Regions from separate parts of the Mus musculus genome. Here regions 2, 3, 4 and 5 are each linked to region 1. The links are chromatin contacts, called in public Hi-C and HiChIP or PLAC-seq maps. All regions are on one chromosome and are shown on one strand. The core of a region is the stretch at or near the end of the contact, and the rest is flanking DNA. Distances in the headings are between cores, read along the strand shown. Region 1 has its middle 61 kb from the start of Gm29676. Region 2 overlaps Jarid2 (jumonji, AT rich interactive domain 2). Region 3 has its middle 34 kb from the start of Gm23117. Region 4 overlaps Gm40931 (a long non-coding RNA gene). Region 5 has its middle 37 kb from the start of Gm40931.

The links. A called contact is a pair of places that touch in the nucleus more often than the background predicts. HiChIP or PLAC-seq counts read pairs in DNA pulled down with a chosen protein or histone mark.
Region 2: a contact with region 1 is called in a BATF HiChIP or PLAC-seq map of CD8 T cells, with 9 read pairs. The contact joins two enhancer-like sites. A contact is called at or near these places in 2 of 115 datasets of contacts at active chromatin or transcription factors (CD8 T cells and fibro-adipogenic progenitors) and 1 of 9 other capture datasets (embryonic stem cells).
Region 3: a contact with region 1 is called in an H3K27ac HiChIP or PLAC-seq map of thymic regulatory T cells, with 4 times the contacts expected there. The contact joins two enhancer-like sites. A contact is called at or near these places in 6 of 115 datasets of contacts at active chromatin or transcription factors (cardiomyocytes, embryonic stem cells, extraembryonic endoderm stem cells and 1 more).
Region 4: a contact with region 1 is called in a Hi-C map of the N1E-115 cell line, with 4 times the contacts expected there. The contact joins two enhancer-like sites. A contact is called at or near these places in 5 of 484 Hi-C or Micro-C datasets (the N1E-115 cell line, Th1 cells, bone marrow-derived macrophages and 2 more), 3 of 115 datasets of contacts at active chromatin or transcription factors (CD8 T cells, cardiomyocytes and embryonic stem cells) and 1 of 9 other capture datasets (embryonic stem cells).
Region 5: a BATF HiChIP or PLAC-seq map of CD8 T cells shows a contact between it and region 1, with 5 read pairs. The contact joins two enhancer-like sites. A contact is called at or near these places in 3 of 115 datasets of contacts at active chromatin or transcription factors (CD8 T cells, bone marrow-derived macrophages and embryonic stem cells) and 1 of 9 other capture datasets (embryonic stem cells).

Annotation. Positions count from the first base shown.
Region 1 is chr13:44,319,893-44,322,592 of GRCm38.p6, forward strand. No RefSeq gene overlaps it. Among named protein-coding and RNA genes, the nearest start is that of Gm29676, 61 kb to the left of the region's middle. Within about 2 kb of position 1,344, at least 27 of the 459 cell types and tissues checked have an H3K27ac peak or open chromatin away from gene starts, as enhancers often do. A contact at or near this core is called in CD8 T cells, the N1E-115 cell line, Th1 cells and 1 more, where this site is marked.
Region 2 is chr13:44,798,792-44,801,491 of GRCm38.p6, forward strand. The region is part of intron 1 of Jarid2 (jumonji, AT rich interactive domain 2); the gene reads left to right. Among named protein-coding and RNA genes, the nearest start is that of Jarid2, 69 kb to the left of the region's middle. Within about 2 kb of position 1,395, at least 94 of the 459 cell types and tissues checked have an H3K27ac peak or open chromatin away from gene starts, as enhancers often do. A contact at or near this core is called in CD8 T cells, where this site is marked.
Region 3 is chr13:43,905,032-43,907,731 of GRCm38.p6, forward strand. No RefSeq gene overlaps it. Among named protein-coding and RNA genes, the nearest start is that of Gm23117, 34 kb to the left of the region's middle. Within about 2 kb of position 1,415, at least 25 of the 459 cell types and tissues checked have an H3K27ac peak or open chromatin away from gene starts, as enhancers often do. A contact at or near this core is called in thymic regulatory T cells, where this site is marked.
Region 4 is chr13:44,625,670-44,628,369 of GRCm38.p6, forward strand. The region is part of intron 1 of Gm40931 (a long non-coding RNA gene); the gene reads right to left. Among named protein-coding and RNA genes, the nearest start is that of Gm40931, 10 kb to the right of the region's middle. Within about 2 kb of position 1,277, at least 25 of the 459 cell types and tissues checked have an H3K27ac peak or open chromatin away from gene starts, as enhancers often do. A contact at or near this core is called in the N1E-115 cell line and Th1 cells, where this site is marked.
Region 5 is chr13:44,672,212-44,674,911 of GRCm38.p6, forward strand. No RefSeq gene overlaps it. Among named protein-coding and RNA genes, the nearest start is that of Gm40931, 37 kb to the left of the region's middle. Within about 2 kb of position 1,265, at least 76 of the 459 cell types and tissues checked have an H3K27ac peak or open chromatin away from gene starts, as enhancers often do. A contact at or near this core is called in CD8 T cells, where this site is marked.

The sequences.
Region 1 (2,700 bases), core at 94-2,593:
GGATATTCTGCCCAATCACATGGGACCAAAACTTCTGAAACCAACAGTCATAACACATCTTTTCCACCTTTATGCTGTTCTTTAGGTGTTTTTTTTTTCCTTACAACAATGAGAAAAGAAGCTAAAAACAGGAAGTATGGCATCTTTCAAAAGGCTACTTTCAACCCTCCTCGCTCTGCATGCAACAGTTAGCATTGCAGTAGTGAATATCACAAGCTACGAGGCTTAATGTTTAAAAAAAATATATTCCTCATAGCTTTGGAATCCAGTCCAAGATCAAGGAATTGACAAGGCATCCCTGGAATCTCTCCTTGGTTTGTATATGACAATCTTTCCCCCAAATCATCAAGTTATCTTCTTTTGACACAGGTCTATGCCCTAATCTCTTTCTATATGGATACTAGACTGACTTAGGGATGGATCACCCATATGCCCTCATTTTAAGCAGTGTCGCCTTCTGAGGTGCCAGAAGTTAGCACTCCAACAAAGAGTTTTTAAAGGGATGTAACTTACCCCTCCCACTCCTTGGAGGGACTTGGTACTCAACTGAATAAACTCAGCTTCATTTCAGCTATAACAGACTCAGTCTGAGGCCTGGATTCATAAAGGAATAGAGCCGAATGCTCATCTGATGTCTGACTTGTTGTGGTTTATGCAGAACAACGCCAGCAGAAGCGGGGAGGACAGTGATGTCACTAAAAAGCATTCTCTTAGAAGGAGACCAGCTTCTGTGATCCCAGGGGGCATTAGAACCATGATATCCTTCTCTAGAAAAGAAATTATTGGATTTTTTTAATTTACATTTCAAATGTTATCCCCTTTCCCAGTTTCCCCTCCCTTCCTGTAAACCCCCTCTCCCATCCTCCCTCCCTCTGCTTCTATGGGGGTGTTTCTCCACTCACCCACCCACTCCCACCTCCCTGCCCTCCATTCCCCTATACTGGGGCATCTATCCAGCCTTCATAGGACCAGGGACCTCTCCTCCCCTTGATGCCTGACAAGGCCATCGTCTGCTACATTTGCAGCTGGAGCCATACGTACTCCCTGGTTGATGGCTAAATGCGGCAGGATGGTGTGAGCACTTTCTGACTGCACTCCTTCACCCCACCTCCCCTGGGACCTTCATTAAGGTTCTTCTCAAAAGGGATTTCCCTCTCACATCTACAAACATCAGAAAGGAGTGGAATGAGTCGCCAAATGATCAGAACGAACGTTTTCTCATGGCACTTTCTCCTGAGCAAAAACATGACTTCTTACGTGAGCAAAACGAAAGAAAAGTGATAGCAGATGACTAACCAGGGTGACAGGAAGATGTATGGGTGTTCGGGACATCGGGAGCTTTTGAAGCACGCAAGGCCGGTGCTGAAATGAGAGTGGGTGAGCAACCGCCCTCGCAAATGGAGCACAGGAAGAACTATGAATAAGACGCATACACACACACCAAAAAGACGTGTGTAATTTGCAGTGTGTAGCAGTGGGCTGACCATGATGGTTCTAAATACCCTCTGACACATTTTTACAGAGGAACCGGGTGGCTTTATTCTAGATGACAATCCCTTGCTAATTACCCTTCATGCTGACTGATAGTGGCACTGTGAGTCACCAGGGTTCTCCCGTGGAGCCCTGTTTACTCATGGGCCATGTGTTGGCTGTGATTGGGACGTGAGTGAATCCAGAAGCCCTTGATTACAGACCTCCATGTGGGGGATGAGGGTCCGGGTGACATCATGGGTCATGGACTGAATTGCACCCCCACCCCCCACCCCCAAACAAAAGCTGCATTGAAGTCTTAAGCCCCAGTTCCTACAAATGTGACTCAATTAGAAAGGAAGCCATTGCACATGTAATCGGTTAAGATAAGGCTCTATTTGATCAGGGAAGAGCCAACATCCGATATGACTGGAAAAAAGCAGAGAGAGAGAGAGAGAAGGACACCAGGAAGAGAACCATGGAGATAGACATTGGAAAGATGCATCTACAACCCAAGGAATGCCAGTGCATCCATTACTTTAGCTAACAAAAGGAGCCTATGGGAGAAAGGATTTATTTTGACTTATGGTTTTAGAAGATACAGCTGGTTCATAATGCTGGAGCCATGGATGGAAGGGGGAACGTGGGAGACAACTGATCGGCATGGCCTCTCCAGTCAGGGGGCAGAGAAACGTAAATGCTGGTCCTCAAATTGCTTCCTCCTTCTTCATCTTATATTCAGTCTGGCATACACATATACTTACACACGCATGTGCATGCACACACACACACACACACACACACACACACACACACATGCATGCACCAGCCCTTCAGGGTAGGTCTTCCCTGATCAGTTAATAATCTTTGGAAATAACCTCATAGACAACAACAAGGGTGTGCCTCTCTTATGCTGTGGACACTCTTAAATCTAATCAAGTTGTCAATAAAGAACTGGCCATCACAATCTGAAAACACCAAAGTCTGGGGAAAGGCAAAGGATTCTCTCCCTTTGCTTCAAGAGGTCAAGCCTTTGGAAGTCGGGGAGAAGAAGCGTTGCTCCTCCAGCCTACTGTACTTTGCAAAAGCAAGTACCCATACTGTGGTTCCCAGTCACAAACAAGCTTTGAACCCCATGGTCCTCTGCTCCACAGCTTCTAAACTGATAACTCTTCATAATAGTCCCCTCTTGAGCACAGTTCCAATATTTCAAAAACATGCAGACTTTTA
Region 2 (2,700 bases), core at 145-2,644, 480 kb after region 1:
CTAATCATGAAGCAGAAATCAGACAATGACAATGACAATGATCATTTGTAAGAAAAGCTGTTTGGGCAAACTGGGACACACCACAGCTTCCACACCGATTTGTTGTTTGTTTTAATTTTTGGGGACATTGCAAAGGCAGAGGGCACATATGGAGAAATGGGGAGATACACAGGATTGGGGTGTGCTATGTGAAAGTTACAATGAATCAGTAAAAGTAGTCTGGTTGAGCCAGTAGGGTGGGTGTGTTTAATTTCTTGTTGATGAAGATTATTAATATGTCATACAGGGCAATTGCCACCTCACTGCATGCAGTTCAAACACTTTCTACTTCTCAGTGCTGTTTAAATCTTAATATCTGACATGTTTGTTTTAGTAGAAATTGTTTTTCTAGTGTCTGCTGTTGTTTTTTTAAAAATAAATTAAGCCATATCCACCTGTTTGCTGTGTGGTGGGTGTAGGGAGGAAGGTGTGCCTTGATATAGTGTTTCTCTCTATCATGAGGATCTGAGGCATGGAACTTAGGGCAGCAGGCTTTGGACAGCACCTTCATCCTGTGACATCTTGCTCTTCTTCTGTGGCTATTTTGGTATAGTTTCCTTTCTCTGGTTTCCTAGTGTTCACTGCCACAATGTAGGTAGGATGCTTGGCTACCTTTTCTTTTTTCCTGTATGCTGATAGTGAGTAGTATTCATTAGGATGGGCTCTTTGTGTTGTCACATTTATTTGTTTAAGGTGACAATTGTGGGAAAGAAGGAGTCCTTATATAAAGTCAAAATTTGTGCTAAAGAACAGCTGTATTTGAAAGATAAGTTGATATGTTAAAAAGTTTATTTTTGGAGCCCAGGTAGTGGTAGCTGGCATGGAATTGGACTGTGACTTACACCAGGATGCACCGAAACTCAGACTTACCCACTTCTGGTCCCCGAGGGCTGGGTCATTATGTAAAGATTTCTTTTTATTTTTAACTAAGTGCACGTGCGTATGTCAGAGAGAGGTACGTGCAGGATACAGAAGAGGATTTGTGGATTCTCATGGAGCTGGAGTTACAGGTTTTGAACTGTTTGGCATGGTGCTAGAAACAGAACTCTGCTCTTGCCAGAGCTCTTACTCACTGAGTCGGAGCAGTCTTTCCATGAGACAGGAACTTACCATTTGGCCTAGGCTGTCTTTCAAGTCACGGAGATCTACATGCCTCTTCCTGTCCAGTGATGGGATTTAAAGGTGTGCACCATCACTCCTAGCCCCTTTTTACTAATAAGACTATTAAAAATACTGGCATAGTGATATTACAGAAGTCTGGCTTGCCTAGCTAGCAGTCTTGAGATGCCCGAGAACCGTATTGGGTCATACCCAATGAGGTAGCAAGTAGTCAGCTCTGAACTTAGGCAGCGACCATGACGCACCCACTGATGGTCGCTTTTTTTCCCTTTTCCTTTTAAAGAGTGAAATAAAAGAGACTGTTCTCAAGAGGAAGTGTGTTTTCTGCCCACGCTTTCCTTCCTGTCCCTGTGATGTTAGGGAAAATGTTAATTTGGTGGTTTTGTATAATTTTCTTGTCAGTGGAAAAGTGAAACATTGGTGCAGAGAAGTAGCAGCTCCCCCACTCCAGCCTCTGTCTTCTCCTTTGCTGGGTGGACCTATTTACACGAAGGTTCCTTTCCCCCATGCAGTCTTTCCTGCTCCTGCACATTTGGCCTGGAAAATTTGCAAGCTGTTCTCACATATACTTGAAATTTTACTTTGCAGTAGCATAGTAAGGTGAGTGTAGGGAGTCTCAGCATTTGCATAAGGGAATGGTGTAGTCCAGTGGGTTTCACCTGTGCCATGACCAACAAAGACAACCTTTGTTTCTAAAAATACTTATATTATATATGTTTCATAGAGTAGCAAAATTTCACTTATGAAATAGCAAGGAAGATGATTTTATGGTTGGTCACCACAACCTGAGTAGCTGTATGAAAGGGTCACAGCATTAGGAAGGTGGAGAACTGCTGCAGTAGATAGTAATTAGTTTGGTCTTTTGTTTAAGGACCTGCCACTTGCTACACTTGGTTGACCAGGTTTCCCCAGAAAAGGTCTTATGCTGTACAATAGAAATTATTGATATGCCTGTCAGTTTTTGTTTTGTTTTTTTTTTTAAATTTATGAGTACACTGTTTTCAGATACACCAGAAGAGGGCATCTTATCCCATTACAGATGGTTGTGAACCACCATGTGATTGCTGGGAATTGAACCCAGGGCCTCTGGAATAGCAGTCAGTGCTTTTAACCGCCAAGCCGTCTCTCCAGTCCCCTTTATTCATTTAAACTTTTTTTTCCTTCAAAGATTGATATATATATATATATATATATATATATATATATATATATTAATTATGTGAACTGTTTTCAGACACACCAGAAGCCAATTATTTTATTACTACTTGCTTAGTCTTTTCGTTTGTATGCAATGTTTTCTCATCTTAAACTTCTGACCTCCTAAACCCCTCCACTTTCCTATCCCCGACCTCCCCTTGCTGCACCCACCATTTCACTGGCCTTTCACTTTGGCTACTGGAGGTCTAAACTGAGGTCTTCATTCTTGCTCAGAAAAGCACTTTTTGCTCTGAGCCCTCTAGCCTCAGTCCCCAGACTTTAGTAAATGGAAAGGAATAAATAATAGAGGAAAGTGGTAGGATTGTATGAGCGGGATCTGGTGAT
Region 3 (2,700 bases), core at 165-2,664, 410 kb before region 1:
GCCCCCAGGAGCCTTGTCCCTGGGCCTTCCTCTACCCGAGCCCTGGGGTTGTGGAAGTACACCACAATGCCCAGCTTTTTACATGGCTGCTCACATCTGAAATCAGGTCTTCGGGCTTCTTGTGCCACCTCTGAGCCATCTCTCCAGCTTCAGGAACCACTTTACAGCTTTCTGTAGGATAGGCAGGACAAGATCTTTTTGGTGTTAACTAAGTTTGCTTCTTTTCTATGGCCTCTAGTATGTCAGAGACCTGTGGGAGATGCAAGAGCCCAGGACCAAGAATTCCAGCATGCAAACAGAGCCCCTGAGAATCCCCTGAACCCATTTCTATTGTCCCCTCATTGCTACAGTTTCAAAGATGAGACAGCTCGCTAGGACTCTCCAGAATTTTACCTGCGACTTTCCCCCTGAGCTTCTTATAATAGCTGCAAAGCCAAATTAAAATGCAAAGGGTGCAAAAAAATATATATATATAGTTTTGAAATGTTCTCTTTGTTTATTTTGGTAACATTCACTCCAGGGGTTAAAAAAATAAAAATCAATTCCTTGCTAAATCAAGATACTCCTCTTTCTTCCAGGTTTCATTTTTTACCTCAGGAGGTATGAAGTTTTAAAATGTGTTCCTAGGGCAGGGTTATGTTCCTCTGGATACTGTCATATTATCCCCAGACCTCTGCTGAGAGGTTCTTCTTAGCCTACTGCCTGTCTCCTCACTCCTTTGGTCCACAAATATGTTTCCTAGGTTTCCAAAAGGATGCAAGGCTAGAGGATAGAGATGGAGAAAGGGCTTCTTGGAGGCTGTTTCTTTGCAACAGGCAGGGTAGAATCAGAGGAGTCCCTGGCAGGCCCAGGGACCCTCCCCAGAGCCCATCCCTCACACGCACACCCTGGTTTGTACCATTTCTTTTCCTTTCGGGCTTCCTGGTGAAACTCAAGACTCCTTTCCCTTCCTTCCTCCCCACTTCTGCCTCCCCCACATCCCTCTAGCCCAAGAAAGCTTTAGTTACAGAGTGGAAATGGCCTGGATTTTTCTCCTACAGTGTTTGCTGTCCCCAGTGTCATGCTCCTTCTCCAAACAGTGCCTCATGTGTGGCTGTACAGGGTAAGCTGCTCAGACACAAGGATGTCCACGGGAAGTGATCTGCAACCACAGAGCGCCCACAGGCTTTACAAGGTATTGTGAGACTGCTCGCCTCTCCTTATTCCCCCGCTATAGCTGCCTGTGGGACACAAGACACATGGGCTCAGATGATTTTACAACCCCTGCGTAGGGTCACATACAGATCATCAGGTAAGGTGATGTGACTGTCCTCATCACATGTCCGGAAACAGGTTGTTGTTCTGTTTCGTCTCAAGGCATCAAAGTCAGACCGTGTATAACCAGGACAAGGAGAACAAAAGGCAGCCGCAGCTTTAGTCCTCCCCACCCCAATCTGTGCTTCCCCATCTGAACCCAATGAGCAATGGAAGACGCCCAGCAAACTGAGATGGGGAGGAAGTGGGGGGGGGAGCAGCCCCTGAGAAAGTGAATGAGGTCTTCTATGAAGACAGAATTATGCTGGGGGTGGAGCTAAACCCAGTCCTCTGGTTCTGAATCTTCGTTAACACTTCTAACGGGTCGGCCATGCCCAACTCTTTACAGGGAGGTGGATTCTGGTTACTTAAATAATTTGCTCCTGGGGCACCATAAAACCTTAGACCCGGAGCAGAGCTTAACAATCTAAACTGACTCTTTCTTCTGTTGCTATCGGAGTCTGTCTCCGTGCCAGCAACAAATGCAGGTTCTTGGGCCCCCCTGCCTCAGACTTAACTGAATTCCGTGCAGACCAAATTTATTCTTTTTCTAAATTGGAACTCAGCGACTGGTACCCCCAAATGCCTAAAAGGCCAGATGTTTAACACAGAATTTAAGGTGCCTGGCCTTCCGTTGTCTCCACCCATCTCTAACAGAAAGAGATTTTCTACAAAGGCCCCACATCCTCCCAAGATCCCATCTGCCCACAGAGAAGCAGAGTGCCCTCTCAGGCTGCACACACAGCTCTATTAACCAGAGAAAACGCAGCTCAGATCCCAGGAAGATGGCTGAGATTGGTGAACACACCTGGGTGGACTTTTCATCACAAGCCATAGTTTGGTCTATAGAGAATCTTTCCCAAACCACTGTCTCGCATCCAGGCCAAATAGACTGTCACAGGCCACAGAATACTCTCTAATGCACACTACTGGGTTTCCCTGAAAGCCATTTACTATTTTTCTACAAACTTTCTGCGTTTCCCCACTCCGCCCATCTATTCTCCAAGAGGAGTTCTTCAGTTTCCATCTACTCTCCAAGAGGAGTTCTTCAGTTTCCAAATCACGGTTAGCGCTTCCCTGCCTGTAATAAATGCATGAATCTTTCCACGGCTTCCTTCTTTTTAGTTGAGACTAGCAATTCTTCAAAGAGTGGAAGGGAGTTCCCCTTCAGTTCTACGACCTCATACATGATCCTCTACGGGCTCTACGTGAGTGTTTCTATTTCCAAGGAGCTGGGTTGCAGAAACAGGCAGCTGGCTATGAGCCCTAACAATTGGATGTGTCCTTGTGTCAGTGAGATTAATCTAACTTCAGCGACTTCCACCTGCTGGCCTTGGCTCCATCCTGTGACTACAATTCAGAGTTATAGCTGACTCGGGATCCCTGGAAATTGGGCTAATTATCCCC
Region 4 (2,700 bases), core at 27-2,526, 310 kb after region 1:
ACGTTTGATGTGTGTGCATGTCTGTGTTGGGGTTCGAAGATAACTGTGGGATAGATCCTTGTCATCCGTGTAGTTCAAGACAACGTCTTGCCACAGCATATGCCAAGGTTGCTGCTCCCTAAGCACCTGGGGATTCTCCAGTTTCTGCCTCCCACTTCACAGCCCCTTTGCTTTACATGGGTTCTAAGACGTAAGCTCAGATCTTCACGTTTTCAAATTCAGACCCTTGCACTTGTAAGGCAAGCATTTTACCCACTAAACAAAGCGTTTTTTTTTTTTTTTTCCTGTTTTTCTCCTCCCCTTAGGGGATGGGGATTTCCCCAAGGTAACCCAAGCTGGCCTCAAACCCGTGAGTTCCTCTGCCTCCGAGGTACTGGGATGACAGCTATACCCAGCTAATAGGACTGTCACAGTTTGGCTTTGGTTATTACCAGGTCTTTGCCTAGTCTGGCCTTACCGATACACTGTCCAGAACACTCGGTCAGTGTCATGCTCTGCTCTGCCTCAGCCATCAGCTGAAGCTGGACAGTAATCTCCCTCAAACCAAATGATTTAGTATCCGCCTCCAGGAGTTCAGGTATGAGCTAATCGTGCGATAGTGAAATTGCAACCATTGTAGAAAACATAAGTCTTTTTTCCCCATGGTGGGAGTGAATGACTCGTTCTGGGGATGCTATCTCAGAAAGAATGGAATGTTGTTGCCTGAACGTTACCTCCTAGGTGAGCTGTAGCAATAGCAACACCTGCAAACTGTAGACAGAGACAGGCAGCCCTGAACCTCAGAAACGAGCAAGTAGAGGTCAGACAGGCAGTGCTTCACAGAGGCAGAGCTCCTGAGTTCGATTCCCCACACATTAGCTAGCTGATCGTTGCATTAGTACAGATACAGAGCTGCATATATTTCAATAATCAACGTATTATCTTCCAGAACACAAAATGTTGACTTCAGTTAGGTTTTGAATATTCCCAAGAAAGGCAACAGAATTGAATCTCGGAGTCAGAAGGGATGTAAAGAAACATCTGGTGTGTCACCACTGGTAGATGAGGGACCAAGACAGAAAAGCAACTTCATTTCCATAGGATAATCTGCATTCCTGGTTTCTCCCTGACTTCTGAGCCCATCACCATTAGGCTGGACCCTGTCAGGGTCCATTAAAGGAGATAAGGTCCCGGGAGTTCCTAGTGGCTTTGCTGGCGCAGTGTCAATAGCCAACAATGGCTGAGTGCTTTTTATCAGGCACTCCTCCCGTTGCACTATTAAAGTGGTAGGCAGAGACAATAAATAACTGACACTCCCCTTATCGGTTATACCGAGAAGGAGCCAGGACCTTGAGCTCGACCCAGCAAGCAGCCCCTGTTGTTTATAGAGGCTCAGAGTTGACTCAGAGCTGGGGACACTCAGCCTCGCTTGCCAAGCACCCTCACCAGAGACTTGAAACTGCTCGGCAGAGAGCAGGAATGTGGTGAAGTATCTATCACTGTAATGCAGCACTTGCGAAGAGAAGGCTGAAGAACCGGAGTTCAAGACCAGCCTCGGAGAAGGAAAAGAAGGAGAAGAAGGAAGAAAAGATGCACCATTTGAAGCTGAGAGAGGTTTCCTACTAAAACTCTAAGAAAGTCTAAGAAATACTGCGAGGCCCAGGCCAGATACCCCTACAGCAATATAGCATACAAGAGGGCAGTATCTGCTACTAGTTGTCACCTCAGAGAAATGAACAGCACAGACACCAGAGCTTCTATTGCTCAGTGAGGGCCTGAGATGCCTGGAGGCAATTCTTCAGGGGCCAGAAGTCCCAATGCCCTGTAAAGAAGCAGTCAGTGACTGTCATCGAAACAGCTATTATGGGCTAGTGAGATGGCTCAGCAGGTGAGAGCACTGACTGTTCTTCCGAAGGTCCTGAGTTCAAATCCCAGCAACCACATGGTGGCTCACAATGGCACGTAATGAGATCTGATTCGGCTGAAGTTAGCTACAGTGTACTTATGTATAATAATAAATAAATCTTTAAAAAAAAGAAAGACCTAGCAAACACAGAAGTGGATGCTCACAGTCAGCTAATGGATGGATCACAGGGCTCCCAATGGAGGAGCTAGAGAAAGTACCCAAGGAGCTAAAGGGATCTTCAACCCTATAGGTGGAACAACATTATGAACTAACCAGTACCCCTGAGCTCTTGACTCTAGCTGCATATGTATCAAAAGATGGCCTAGTCGGCCATCACTGGAAAGAGAGGCCCATTGGACAGGCAGACTTTGTGTGCCCCGGTACAGGGGAACGCCAGGGCCAAAGGGGGGGAGTGGGTGGGTAGGGGAGTGGGGGTGGGTGGGTAAGGGGGACTTTTGGTATAGCATTGGAAATGTAAATGAGCTAAATACCTAATAAAAAATGGAAAAAAAAAAAAAAAAAAAAGAAAGAAACAGCTGTTATGATATGGATTCCATGTCAGCCGCAGGATTCAGGCAACCATAGGCGGCAGATTGTGACTCCGGCTCAATCGGACAAAGAGCATCAAGGATAAAGTTTCCATCTGCTGAGGGCATCCAGGGCAGAACACATAAGTAGAAGCAAGACCATCAAAGCAAAGACCAGGCTATCATCAAAGGCATCGGGGATCAACTATGGTGTTAAGTATTAGAAGGGAGTCCTGGGCCAGCAGGATGGCTCAGTAGGTAAAGGTACTTGCTATCAAATCTGAGTTC
Region 5 (2,700 bases), core at 15-2,514, 350 kb after region 1:
GAAAAATAACATCCTAAAGTAAACTAGAAGCATAGTCACAATTTCTTGCAATAATGCAAGGTGTTGAATAAAAAGAAAATGGGGGAGGGATGACAGAAAGCTGTAAGATTATCATAATTTTCCCATAAACCTCACCAGAAGCTGCTCTAGAAATTGCCTTTTAAACTAACATTTTAATGGAGAGAAATTTTAAAACTCCATTCCATGGGAGCTGGAGAGAGAGTTTATTGGTTAAAGGCTCCCAGCACCCACACCTTAGCTAACAAACATCTCTAGCTCCAGGTCCAGGGGATGCAACAACCTCTTCTGGCTTGCTCAAGCACCAGGCACTCATGTGGTGCACAGACAGACATGCAGACAAAGCACCCATACACACAAAACAAGATTTTTTTAAAAAATAACTTTTAAACAACTCTAAACCAGCCATGGAGGCGGACACCTTCAGTACCAACCCTTTGGAGGCAGAAGTATCCGTATCTCTATGAATCTGAGGCCAGCTTGGTCACACACAAAGAAACCCTGTCTCAAAAAAACCAAAACTGAATAAATAAATAAATAAACAAACAAACAAACAAACAAACAATGTTTTATATACACACACACACACACACACACACACACACACACACATATATATATATATATATATATATATATATATATATATATATATCCAGCAAAGAATTTATTAGAGAGAGATTGTGTTCTTGGCAAGCCTGGGGCCCTGAGTTCAAACCTTAGCACCAGCAATCAATAGGTTATTTTTCTAATAACAGGTTTCAAATTCCCAGGAGAACAAACAGATGAAAACTGACCTTCCAGGTCTGAGTTGAACTCCACTGCTGTTTTGTAGCTCATATGAGGCCCTCTCCATTCTCCTCCACACTTTGGTCATACCTCTCTGTCTGATCTTGGCAGCAGACATCTCTCCGAGAGAGTTTGAATAAACAGGATTACAGATGTCAACGTGTGTCCGTCAGGGCTTCTCACCTAGGTGTCTGTGGACCCTCTTGGCCCTGATCTCAAGATTTTCACGATCATCCAGACATCAATAAAACCTGGCATGTATATACACACATGCTTTCTTCCTGGGTAGAGGGGTCTGTTGCTTCCATTAGATTTTCAAAGGAGTCTGTGACCTAAAAAAAAAAAAAAAAAAAAGTATCCCGACCCCCCTTTTCTCTGTAATTAATTACAGAGTGTTTACAGAGCTTTCGCGGCGGAATCTGTCATTAGTGGCTCGGCTAACTTCCCCCTCTGCTAACCTCAGCACTGTCCGGAGGCTTTACGGGGGGTTGAGTTTCTATGAGGTTTATATGGGTTTCGTCTCGCTCCAAAGGAAGGAGTGGGTGAGGACCATGCCACCAGAGACACCCACGAGCATGAGATCTTCTCTGAGGGAATCTGAGCTCTCCCACAGCCCAGCAGCAGGACAGAGGCTGAAGGACCAGTTCGGCGACTTGCTGTCTGCTTTCCACTCGACTGATAGCTAGCATATGGCAATTTATGCTTATGAAGGTGATGATTCATCCCTAATCCTTTAAAAAAAAAAAAAAAGTCAACCCTATGTGGCTTTGGCTCTCTGCCCCAAGTGCCCTTCTGTTCTCCAGAATGTCTGCGTTGTCACCTGCCGCTGCTTTGGGTATCACTTGCTCCTTGGCATCACGGCTCCCGCAGGCTCGTTGGCTGGGTCTGTGGCACTGGCTCCTTTTCTCTTTGCTCCTCCTTCGGCTTCTCTTTTGTGCTTTTTCACGGTTTTGTTTAGAAACGAGCTTCACGCTGTAGCCCAGGTTGACCTGAGCTCACCGTGTATCTTACCCTGACCCTGAACTCACGGGGTTCCTCCTGCCTTAGCCTCTGCGTGCTGAGATGACAGGTGAACCACCACACCCGGATTTGACTGCTGCCTCTTCTCTTCCTTGCTCAAATGTTCCCTTAGCTCTCTCCTTACACCTCCATGGCTCATCAGGTAGACGTGCTTGCCGCCAAGAATGAGGAACTGAATTCTACCCCTGGGACTCACATAGCAGAAGGAGAGAACTGGCTCCAGGATGTCCTCTGATCTTCGCGACATGGCTGTGAGCATGCTCTCCTGCACTCACTCACACGAGCAGGAGCGAACACACACAGTGTGTGAGTTTAAACTTTGAAAGAAAGTACGTTGTCTTTATTGTCAGCTTGGTGATACTTAGAATCGTCTAGAAAACACCTCAGACGTGTCTTTCCAGAGATGTTTAACTAAAGAGAGAAGAGTCACTTTGAATGTCCATGGCATTAGCATTTTTCAGTGCTCCAGGCTGAATAAGAAAGAAAGAAGCAGGAAGCCAGTAGGTGCTTGCTCTCTCTCTCTCTCTGTCTCTCACTCTCTCTGTCTCTCTCTTACTCTGTCTCCCTCTATGTCCCTTTCTGTGACTGTCTCTGTCTCTCTCTGATTCTCTCCACTCTCTACTTCTCCCTCTCCCCCTCCCCTTTCCTTCTCTCTTTCCTGTGAACACAATGTAACTAGCCTTCTCACACCTCATTCAAGTTAGCTCTCCCTGCCTACATTTTGTGTCATTGTGGGGACTGAGCTGAAATACATCCTTCTTTCCTTAAGTTGCATTCCTCAGGTCTGTAGTCACAAGATGGGGGGGGGGGGAGGGGGAGGGAGGAGACGAAGAAGAAGAAGAAGAAGAAGAAGAAGAAGAAGAAGAGGAGGAG